Regions from separate parts of the Xenopus laevis genome. Here region 1 is linked to region 2. The links are chromatin contacts, called in public Hi-C maps. All regions are on one chromosome and are shown on one strand. Each heading gives the region's core, a stretch centred on a gene start, on an enhancer-like site or on the middle of the called end of the contact. The rest is flanking DNA. Distances are from core to core; before and after follow the strand shown. Region 1 holds the start of rxra.S (retinoic acid receptor RXR-alpha-like). Region 2 overlaps rxra.S (retinoic acid receptor RXR-alpha-like).

What was found. A called contact is a pair of places that touch in the nucleus more often than the background predicts.
Region 1: a Hi-C map of the XTC cell line shows a contact between it and region 2, with 2.4 times the contacts expected there. The contact joins the promoter of rxra.S here to the enhancer-like site in region 2. A contact is called at or near these places in 2 of 4 Hi-C or Micro-C datasets (the XL177 cell line and the XTC cell line).

The regions. Positions count from the first base shown.
Region 1 is chr8S:30,256,404-30,261,827 of Xenopus_laevis_v10.1, forward strand. rxra.S (retinoic acid receptor RXR-alpha-like) reads right to left here and starts at 4,101. Exons shown (of 11, transcript XM_018232591.2): 1 at 3,734-4,101. The coding sequence starts at 3,761.
Region 2 is chr8S:30,182,885-30,188,004 of Xenopus_laevis_v10.1, forward strand. It overlaps rxra.S (retinoic acid receptor RXR-alpha-like), which reads right to left. Exons shown (of 11, transcript XM_018232591.2): 6 at 1,279-1,445; 7 at 822-951. Among protein-coding and RNA genes, the nearest start is that of LOC121393070, 38 kb to the left of the region's middle. Within about 2 kb of position 2,352, at least 1 of the 7 cell types and tissues checked has an H3K27ac peak or open chromatin away from gene starts, as enhancers often do.

The sequences.
Region 1 (5,424 bases), core at 2,851-5,350, 75 kb after region 2:
CACCATGGAACTGCACAGAACCCGCAGCTGTCAATCACTGACAAGGCTCCTCAAGGGGATCTGCAGAGGCTGAGGCCATCAAGTTCCCCAGTTTCCAGTGCCTCCCCCACCCTTGGCATATGTTATAGCCCTTTAAATGAAAAACCTCTCAGTTTTCTGTTCTCCGGAGTCACAAGACTCTGCTTTAACCACCAAAACCGCACCTCTTCCTTGGTGCCGTTTACACAGAAACTGCTCTAAAGTTCTGTAAGTATCAATGGTCCGTCGGATCAATCCTGATCTGTTCCTCTCTCCAATAGCAATGAGTGATATGCAACCAACGGCCTGATTTTAGCTGCGGGCTAACTGGGAATGCTGGGATTTGTAGTTCCCATTACAGCTGATAGGTCACACTTGAACTCTATATCTGAAGTCCATTAACACCTTATCAGCACCAACACCTTGAGGGCCCAAAATGTAGTTTTAGAAGGACCACAGTCTGATTCACCCTGCTCTCTAGTAACAAATGGCTTAGCGTTGGCACTGGGAAGCAGAGCTGGCATTACCTGCTCACTTCCACAATACTGGATCTCTCTTTCCCTTTCCGCATCCAATCCCATCAGACAAATGCATCCTGCTGCACATGGGATTTGCACACTCGCTCACACCCCATAGCAACAGTGAGATTAATGCACTAATGCAGCAGAGCGGACAGAGAGGATTGAAATCGCGTTGGCATTTCCTGTAGAATCTAATGGGGACGGGAGGGAAGAGAGCAGCCTTCACATAAAACCAAAGAGTCTGCTCGCTCTTTAGGGTTATAGATGGGGAGAGACTTACAGGCCCTACACCCTCAGAGCCACGGGCAGCCTGCTATGTGTGCAATCAGCACAAGCGTCCTCCCTGCCATATGAGTGGGATAAACCACTTTGTTCCAGCAATGCAGAATTTAAACTATTCTTCCATGCATCTGATAAAAGTTCCCCCCCCACCCCAGGGGTTAAGCCAATCTCACTGTGTACATCCATTCCCGACTACTGCAACTGCTATAACTACTCCTGAGGTCTATGCTGAGCCTTGATTAGATGGCAGTGAGAGCTGGAAGCCAGTTAAAGGGGAAACTCCTCCTAAAAACTGTTTATTGCCTAATGAAGGACAAGATCATTCTAAGCAGCTTCCCAATATCCATTCATTCCCCATTCTCACTGGATTTATAGTTCTGTGTAACTGTCACTGTCTCTGTCCCTTTCTCTTGTCTGCACTGCTGTCTCTGACTCCTGATACAACTTCCCAATATCCATTCATTCCTCATTCTCACTGGGTTTATAGTTCTGTGGATGTCATTGCTATTGTCTGGCAATGGCTGTTTATATTCTCCTGAAACAATATTGCAGAAGTCAGCAGATTCCCTGACCTGGAGGAGAACTGACTCCTGCTACATTGTTTCATAAAGACGGAATCAGAAAGGGACAGCTGGACACTGCACTGACCAGTAACAAATACAACTGACTTGGGGTTCAGTTAGTTAGGAAAGCTGGTAAGATTGGGGGGGGGGCAAGCTCTGTATGGGAGGCCATCAGTGAGCCAGTTATCAGTAGGAATTCCTGCACAACAACTTGCACATGGACCTTGCACCATGAAGTTGGAATATTCACCTCGCTCCAGTTCCTGTCCTGCGCCCCGCCAAGCTTTAGGGTGGCATATACACAGCCCAGTTTTACTGCTCCAGTACCCACATACTGGAACCCTCCTTCTGAATCTGATAACTGTGGCCCTTGAGGGTGCAACAGCCTTAAATGGGCAGAGATCAGGAAGCTCCGCACTGCACAGCAGTTTGCATCTAAATTGTAACTTCTGAAGGGCCCTAATGCTGCCTGGCATCTAATATACCCATTAGAAGTATCTACTATACCCATTAAAAGTGGGGCATGGTGCCACTCACAATTGGTTTCCTTTTTCTGAAATGTACCCGGCCCAAACTCACCCCAAATGCTTTTTCTCATACGTCACCTCGGTGCCCAGGCAAAACACTCGAGGGACAAGAGGTTCTCAAGGAGAGAAAAAATCTGGTGGGAAAGTGACCTGACTGCCCGTGGGAATCAGGTGTGCCAACAACAAGCACAGAGCAAGGGGGTCTTACCCTCCGACATTCAAGGTTTGACAGTCCAATGCCCAATCCCAAGAGGATCAAGCTAACTGCCCACTGGTATCCCCGGGTCAGTGAAGTGGGTCAGACTTGGTAAATGTTCTATGGGGCATTTATCATTGTGCAGCACCCAGAGACACGGATCCTTCACGGTGCAAGGAAATAAACACCCCAGGTGCCTGACAAGTTTGGGGATGGAATTCAGCTTTTATTTATTTCATTGTCTGGTGCAGTGAATTGGGCCGGGCAAGGTCTTGTTACCTTGGCATTACCCATCACTAGATAAAAAAGAGGGGGGGTTGACCATAGAAATAATTGTACAGATGTGATCCCACATGTGCCACCAGTGTAGCTTATCCCATAGATATCACAGTGTTGTATCAGCATGCAGCTACATTGTGTCATGAAAAAAGTCACGGTTTTATTGAAAACAGGCAGCGCCATGAAACCACCCACCACTGACAATAAGGAGACCAGCGTCAAACAGTTCTCAGTCCTGAGTTGGACCTTTTAGACATGTGCCCGCAGGCACCTCCTCATCCCCTTGCAAACCATATGCATATAAATAATCCAATCTGCATACTGACTGGCTACAAACGCATTGGGCATGGTGAAGCAGTCTGCAAAAATGCCTGAATTTGAATACAATGCTAAAAATAATGTTTCTGTATAAGAAATACGGAAGATCCCACATTTATCCGATGGCACCAAATGGGCATTTATAGGAGTGATCGCAATTCTGTGCCCTTTATTATAGCAGCAGAACTCCTACTCTGAGCTTGAGGATCAGCTCCCAAGACCGAGCGCAGGGTCACAGGACAGAAGGGATGGGGGGTACTTGTCCCAAATGCTTGTAATTAGAAACCAGTTTGTGTGGCAGCGGGTGCTGGTGATGGGAAGAGGTGCCAAAACCGCGTGCACTCAGCGAGACCAATAAATCAGTGCATCTTTGCTTGGGGAAGGGGAAGTTTGTCCAATGCAGTGGGCCATTTCTACTAAGGACTGCGCATACCCCTGTGGCAGTTAATCAGCCTCAGATTAACGACAAAGAAGGCTGCTGGGAACAGTAGTGCCACAACTCTACAGAAGCAACTGGAATCACCCAGTTCCATTTGCATAACAATTGTCACCTTTCTGTTGCCACCCTGGTATAAATGGGTTAAGAGCCATTGGCAGGTACTTGATAAAATAGGAAGTAGCCTATACATGCCGGGATCATAAACACATTGGGCATTTCCCCTCCCCCTTTGTGACAGGACTCCCCTGACTTACACTTGAGCCAAAGAACTTTTTACCTGCTCTGCAGCTGCTGTAAACTACAACTCCCAACATGCCCCAGCAACCCATGAGGTGTGCAGTTAATAAGAGCTGGAGAAGAGGAAGGATTGTGTCACTGCCTGTGCCCAAAGAACTTGTGACCAATATCTGCCAGTCACTGCTGAAGGTGGGCAGCAAAGCCAGAGGGGGCATGAAGTCAAGAAGTGCATTGTGGGGGTTGAGTGGCAGGAATAAGAACTCAGGGGCATGAGCAGGAGACAGGCAATAGCAGCTGCAGTAGGTAAGTGCCCCCCACCCAAGCACAGCACCCTACTGGCACCCAGTACTCACCCAGCGGCAGGAAATGCTTGGTGTCCATGGCTGGTTAACTCATGCCAAACGCCTGGTGGTGGGAACTGGAAGCTGGGGCCCCGCACTGAAATCCTGCCCAGGAGAGCGATGGTCTTGGAGGGAACGGGAAATCCACGGGCCCCGGGGACAGTAAGATCCAGCAGCGTCGGGGGCCCAGGCGGAGGAGTTGCTGCAAACTCACCAACAATGTAAGGAAAGTAGTTGTCCTGCCTCCCCGCTCCAACTCCTCGGGCTGCAATGCAACGGGGCCCCGCCAAGGGGAGCAGCGACGGCCGAACCCTCAACCAGTGACACAGCGCAGAGGGGGGGAGCCGGGAGAACAAGCAGACACTGGGGAGAAAAGGCTGCGCTGGGGGCCCCCTACAGGCGGCAGCTACAAATGCGCCTCTCTCTGCGCGAACTCGCTCCCCGCGCTTCATGACAGTTGCACAACAGCGTGGCACTTGCTCTCACATCAACCGTATGGCACTCACAGTGGCACAGTACAACACGGGCTCACAGTATTGCCCTCACAGTGGCACAGCATGACATTCCCTATTCTACATATGGCACATAATGGCATTCTCTGGCTCTGCCATGCAGCTTGGGGCAAATGTGCAAAACACTGGGCATGGCACACACTTAGGGGGGTACTATTTGAGATATATATAGGGGCGCATGGATAAGAGGTGAAAACTTGTTACTTGGGAACCAAAAGGGGCTCAACTGCTTAACCCCAACAATGCCAGACTGCTACATACAATATGCACCCTCTATTTGCAGAATATAGAGGCCACCCACCACCATCCAGGACAGCTCCTTCCTGATCTGCCCATTCCCCTATGTAAGGCAGCAGTGCCAGGGCAGGATCCCCGAGTTGCAACTGAGTCAAGACATGCCACTTTCTACCTGCAGTCTCTCTAGCTGTTCTGAACTACAACTCCCAGCATGCCCCAGGAGCCGTATGCTTCAAAACAGCTGGAAAGGAAGAAGCTCTGGCCCAGCTGTTCTACAGACTCCAAATGGTGAAGGGGAAAAGCCATTAAAGGAGCTGCACCCTGGCATTGTTAGGGCCAAAGGGGAAGCAAAACCAGAACTGGGTCCCAGGCCGGGCTGTAAACTCAACATACCAGTATCAGCGAATTAAGGTTGAAATACAATGTGGGCCACCAAAGAAAGCAGCCAATCCCCTGGCATTAACCTGCCTCCACCTTCCCTATCAGTCTACCATTCAAACTGCAGTGCCATCAGTTGCTAGGATTAATGGGACCACATCAAAAAAAGACCAATTGCAATTTATCCTATGTCTACAGCATGCTGGCAGTTTCTATTCCTTTTTTAAAATATTTTATCTGACGTAACAAAGGGCAATTGAAACAATAAAAACAACAGATCCCTCAACAGCCTCAACCAATTGGCAAGAACCAACAAATTCCTCTAAAGGCTGAAAGAATAGAGGGCACGTGAAGGTTTTAAATAGAAGTGCTGTTGCCAATAGCAACCAAACAACAATTCATATTGACTGGTCGTCTAGAAGTTAGGCAAATAAAGATCTGATTGGTCTCTGATTAGCCCCTTCAATGGCTCATAGGGTGATTTGTAGCTGGAAACTGCCATGAATGCTGAATTGCTGATCACATGGACACTTCGTCTCTTCCGGTGCTTTTGCACGTTGCGTTTCTGAGCGATAA
Region 2 (5,120 bases), core at 1,102-3,601:
TCTATGCGCCTAGCAGTTTAAAAGCCGTAATCTGCTGGGATTCGACCTTCATATCCAAAGCACCGTTAACAGTTTGAGTTTCTTATTTATCTTTATAGTTGAAAGAAACCAAGATTTCTATTGCTTGTCCAGGTAAATAACCTTATGGAATACAGAAATGTTTCCAAAAACATTCAAACCATAGCAGTGAACCCCAACCAGTGCCTCGTGAGCAACATGTTGCTCCCAGTGGCCTCAAAGCAGGTGCTTATTTTCTAAATTCCTTGCTTGAAGGCAACTTTTGCCTTCATAAAAAACACTTGAAATGGCAAACAGAGCCTCTTGTAGGCTGGCAGTCCCCATAGGTACTACCAGTACCCAATCAGAGCCAATATCTGGCACCCTTAGGAACTTTTTGCATGCTTGTATTGCTCTCCATTTTTTTTTCAACATTTGAATGTTGCTCACGGGAAAAAAAGTTTGGGGACCTCCGCCTCAGAAGGTATGTCCTATGGGCTATATCGTTAGTTGTTGGGGAAGTTGTCTCCTAAAGAATGGATCTCTTATAATGACCCAAGCCACAAAGTATGTAGGCCTGGAGTTTTGTTGACTGTAACCAGCATAAAAAGGCACATACATGGAGCATGCTACGACATTGCAAATCATTTCACATACTTCTCTGCTACAGAATGTAATAAATGTGAGGCTTCCAGGACTGTCAAGTTCCATGCCCTCGGGGACCCTCTGCACTGTCAGTATATGCACCAGATTTCTAACGTACCCTTTGTGCCGAAGGGCTCTGACAGTTGCAAAAGTATCGACAGTTGTCCAAGAAAGCCTACCTGCCCTAAGAAGGATAACTTGGTCATCCAGCGGCAGATCTGAGAAATGTGGGATTCTCTTTGCCCATTCCACCAGTGTGAAGAGCTGCTTGTCTGCTGCTTGGCAAATGTTGGTAACAGGGTCGCTGGGCTGCGTCGGGGAAAAAGAAATACAGAGTGAGGTTTCCAAAAGAGGAACATATGACATCATCAATGACATGCCTTCAATTGGTGGAGATGCTCTACATGTGGACAAGCACAACTGATATCATTGGACTTCATAGCAACAAATGGCTTCATTACAGTAACCCCACACTCCAAATTGACTCATCATGGACTCTAAAATATTTTAATTTATAATTTATGTTTCTGGCAGAAATATCCTACTCAATATTCTCCACTATCAAATGAATAGGACGTATAAAGAGAAACGTCTAAATATCTCATGCTATACGCCCAGGTAATTGAGGTCACTTACAGAGTTGGGAGAAAGGCCCATGTTAGCCTCAATGTACGTCTCTGTCTTTGGTTCCACCGCAAGCTCCGCCTCAAGGATCTTCTCCACCGGCATGTCCTCGTTGGCACTGCTGCTACTCTCCACCTCATTTTCATTTCGTTCCTTTCCCCTCTGTCTCTCCTCCTGGACTGCTGTACACACACACAAAAACAGAAAAAGTGGAGAACATTATTTCTAAACATCTGACATACTGTAACATGAAGTTCCCTGAGGAAAAGATAATGATATTAATTGGGTCAAAGCCTTTGCTCTACAGGACACCAGTGACAGGGAAATCATACAACAGCCCTGTAAACTGGCAGCATTACACTGGCATAGTGTTTTTGGGGGGTCTTCTTATGCAAACCTCTTCTTTTATTTCCATATCTTATAAACATCATTATGAATACTTGGGTGGAAGACGTTTACATGCTGAGGAGCAACCAACTGAATTACGGCCACCTTTTCCAAAGCTAAACAAAGATCTTTGTTCAATTAGGTTTTGGAGAAAACAAGCTCGTCAGGTTGCATTTAATATAGTTCTTTGTGCCATAAGCAGAGTAAAAGCCGAGGCCGCTCAGGCAGGGAATGGGAAGCCTGGGAAAGTTATGCAGCTGCCTGGGATTTGTGCAATCAGCAGGCTCTGGAATTCCCAGGACACCAGAAATCTAATTACATCTCTGGGTGACGTCTGACGTGGGCTTTTATGCCTGTAAATCCGCAGCAACAGTTCAGTATCCGGGTACTGGCTACCACCGATAATCACAGCTATTAAGACACTACATGATAATCCATAGGCTAAACAGAAGCAATAGCAACAGGTTAAACCTCTTGATGACCGAGGAAGAGACCTTAGCCATGCCGACAGCCTGCTATTTTACAGTCTACAAGTTTAGCCAATAAATGGTATCACTTTCTCTTCATTTTCCTGTTTTGATCAATGCTACTATGGTTCAACCACAATCAACTTTGCACTCCGAATCAACCAGCTGCAGCTCACACACAGGAAACACAGTGACCAGCCCTTCCCGGCTTCACTCTGGCAGTGTCACCAGAAGCACGCAAGGAATGTGACTAGGGGCAAGGCCTTGGAAGCCGGCCACCTCCAACAGAACTCTAAGATCCAGCTGCTGGTGGCAAGGAATGAGAAGGGAATTCCTCACAGACGTCTTCCTACCGGGGGTCCTGTCAGGCATTAGCCTTGTTATGTCTAATGATAAAAGTCCTCTCCTGATTGCCTATCGGATGTGACAAGTTCCTGGCCACCATAGATCTGCATGGCTGTGACATATGGCCAAGTCTCTATTACAATGCACAGGCTGAGGGTAGTGGACTTGATGGAAATTATGGTAAAGCTCAACAGATCTTATACGAGGGTCTATGAACCACATTTAAGCAGAAAGGGTGGAGGAGCTGTTACCATACACTGGCCAATACTATGAACACCACCAGTTGAAATGTTCAAACCCTATTGATCACATCCAGCCAGCACACACCAAACCTTGGACTAACCTGTTATCAGTTGGCGTATGTAGATAACTCAACTCAACCTGAAAGCTGCACCTGAAATCTTCGAAAGAAGCCAAGGCAAGAAATTGGTTATGGTAGATCAGGGGTGTGGTTGGGGATGGAATGGGAATGGCTCACACAGATCCCTTTAAGTGTCGGTGGGTGGTTCTGTCTATGGCCAGTTTAAGGATAAAGCCTCCAACTGGCACAGTCGCCCCAAAACAGACCCTTGTATAACCCACCCATAGTTCGGGAGATACTCTCAGTACAATAATAGCAATCTAAAATTGCATTTCCCAACTGATGAAAGAACAAGTAAAAAAAAATGCAAAAACTGAAATGTAATTTCGTTTACATGTTTTTATATATATATATATATATATGGCCCCAAGACAAGTTTGTCATTTCAACAACTAGTAACACCAAAAATGAAAATGATATAAAATAGTTTCTGTGCAGCAGAAGCCCTTGCATTTGTTTATCAGCCCTCCTGTGTGTCCCCTATAAACCCTACCACAACAAGAGCCCCCAGTCAACAAGCCAGCAGTCCCCCTGAAGAAACTGCTTTAAAAAATTTGTATCAAATAAATAACTGCATGCTCAGTGGGTTCTATGAGATATGAACACCTAGTAATCACAGGTTACAATATTGTATTAGACTTTCTTCCCCAATTAGCTTAAGCCCTCACCCCACCCCAACTTCCCTGTCCACCCACTCAAGAGATTGCGGAGAGTGTTAAAAACCATTAGTGCCGTGACTGCCAGAGACAGCTTCCTGTTTCAGACCCTTACTTCCTCTGTCTGTCTCAGTGAGCGCTATGAGCAAACCTTTTGTCTATTTGTAGTTCAACAATTCGATTGGAGCTGCCATATTGTTAGACAACACCGTGTGAGGGTAAAGCTTACTTTGTGCCCAGAGCATTTCATCTCTGTGTATAGGCAAGGGCTGTCATATTGTTTACCTAGAATGGTAGTCATTAGTCAAATCCAAGTTTCAATAATGGACAGCACCGTTTTTATGAATAAAAAGCCTTTATTTGTTACTTGGCTACGACCAAAAGATACAGTTGCGTTTCAAGCCATGTCCTGGCTCTTTATCATTAGTCAAATCCAATGCAAATCCAATCCAAATCCAATAACTTTAAGCCCACAGTAGTTTCACTACATTACAATGGTAATCATACTGTCCAAGCTTGAGCAACCTCTGAAACACAAGATTATATTAGCCAATGCAAATTCAAAGCTCATACTTTTTGACTAGACTCCCCCCCTCAAAGAAAAAACATAATCCTTCTCCAGCACTGAAAAGAAATGGCAGAAACAAGAGTCAATGTTGATGAAACTGCCTCATTAGATGTCTAGCCTCCAAATCCAACCTCCGCAAAATTCTAGGCTTAAATTTGCCCAAGTATTGGATGCCTGATATTAGTTTTCAACTGGGATTCTTTATGGCATTCCTTTGCTCATTGAAGATCATCCCTACAGGCTAGGTCATCAACTACATTATTACCAGTAAACACCATGAAAACTCTAGATGTGGGTCATTCAACAAGATCAATAATTTCTAATAACCTTGCAGTCCTTTTAAAATGTACATAAGGTGGTAGGTAGCAAGAGGAATCCTGTTGCATTGTGTCTCCATAGTCTTAAAGGGATCCTGTCATCGGAAAACATGTTTTTTTCAAAATGCATCAGTTAATAGTGCTACTCCAGCAGACTTCTGCACTGAAATCCATTTCTCAAAAGAGCAAACAGATTTTTTTATATTCAATTTTGAAATCTGACATGGGGCTAGACATTTTGTCAATTTCCCAGCTGTCCCTGTCATGTGACTTGTGCCTGCACTTTAGGAGAGAAATGCTTTCTGGCAGGCTGCTGTTTTTCCTTCTCAATGTAACTGAATGTGTCTCAGTGGGACATGGGTTTTTACTATTGAGTGTTGTTCTTAGATCTGCCAGTCAGCTTGTGTTAGGGAGCTGTTATCTGGTTACCTTCCCATTGTTCTTTTGTTTGGCTGCTGGGGGGAAAGGGAGGGGGGTGATATCATTCCAACTTGCAGTACAGCAGTAAAGAGTGATTGAAGTTTATCAGAGCACAAGTCACATGACTTGGGGCAGCTGGGAAATTGACAATATGTCTAGCCCCATGACAGATTTCAAAATAGAATATAAAAAATCTGTTTGCTCTTTTGAGACATGGATTTCAGTGCAGAATTCTGCTGGATCAGCACTATTAACTGATTCATTTTGAAAAAAATTGTTTTTCCCATGACAGTATCCCTTTAAAGTTGGGTAAAGTGAAAACATACCTAATGT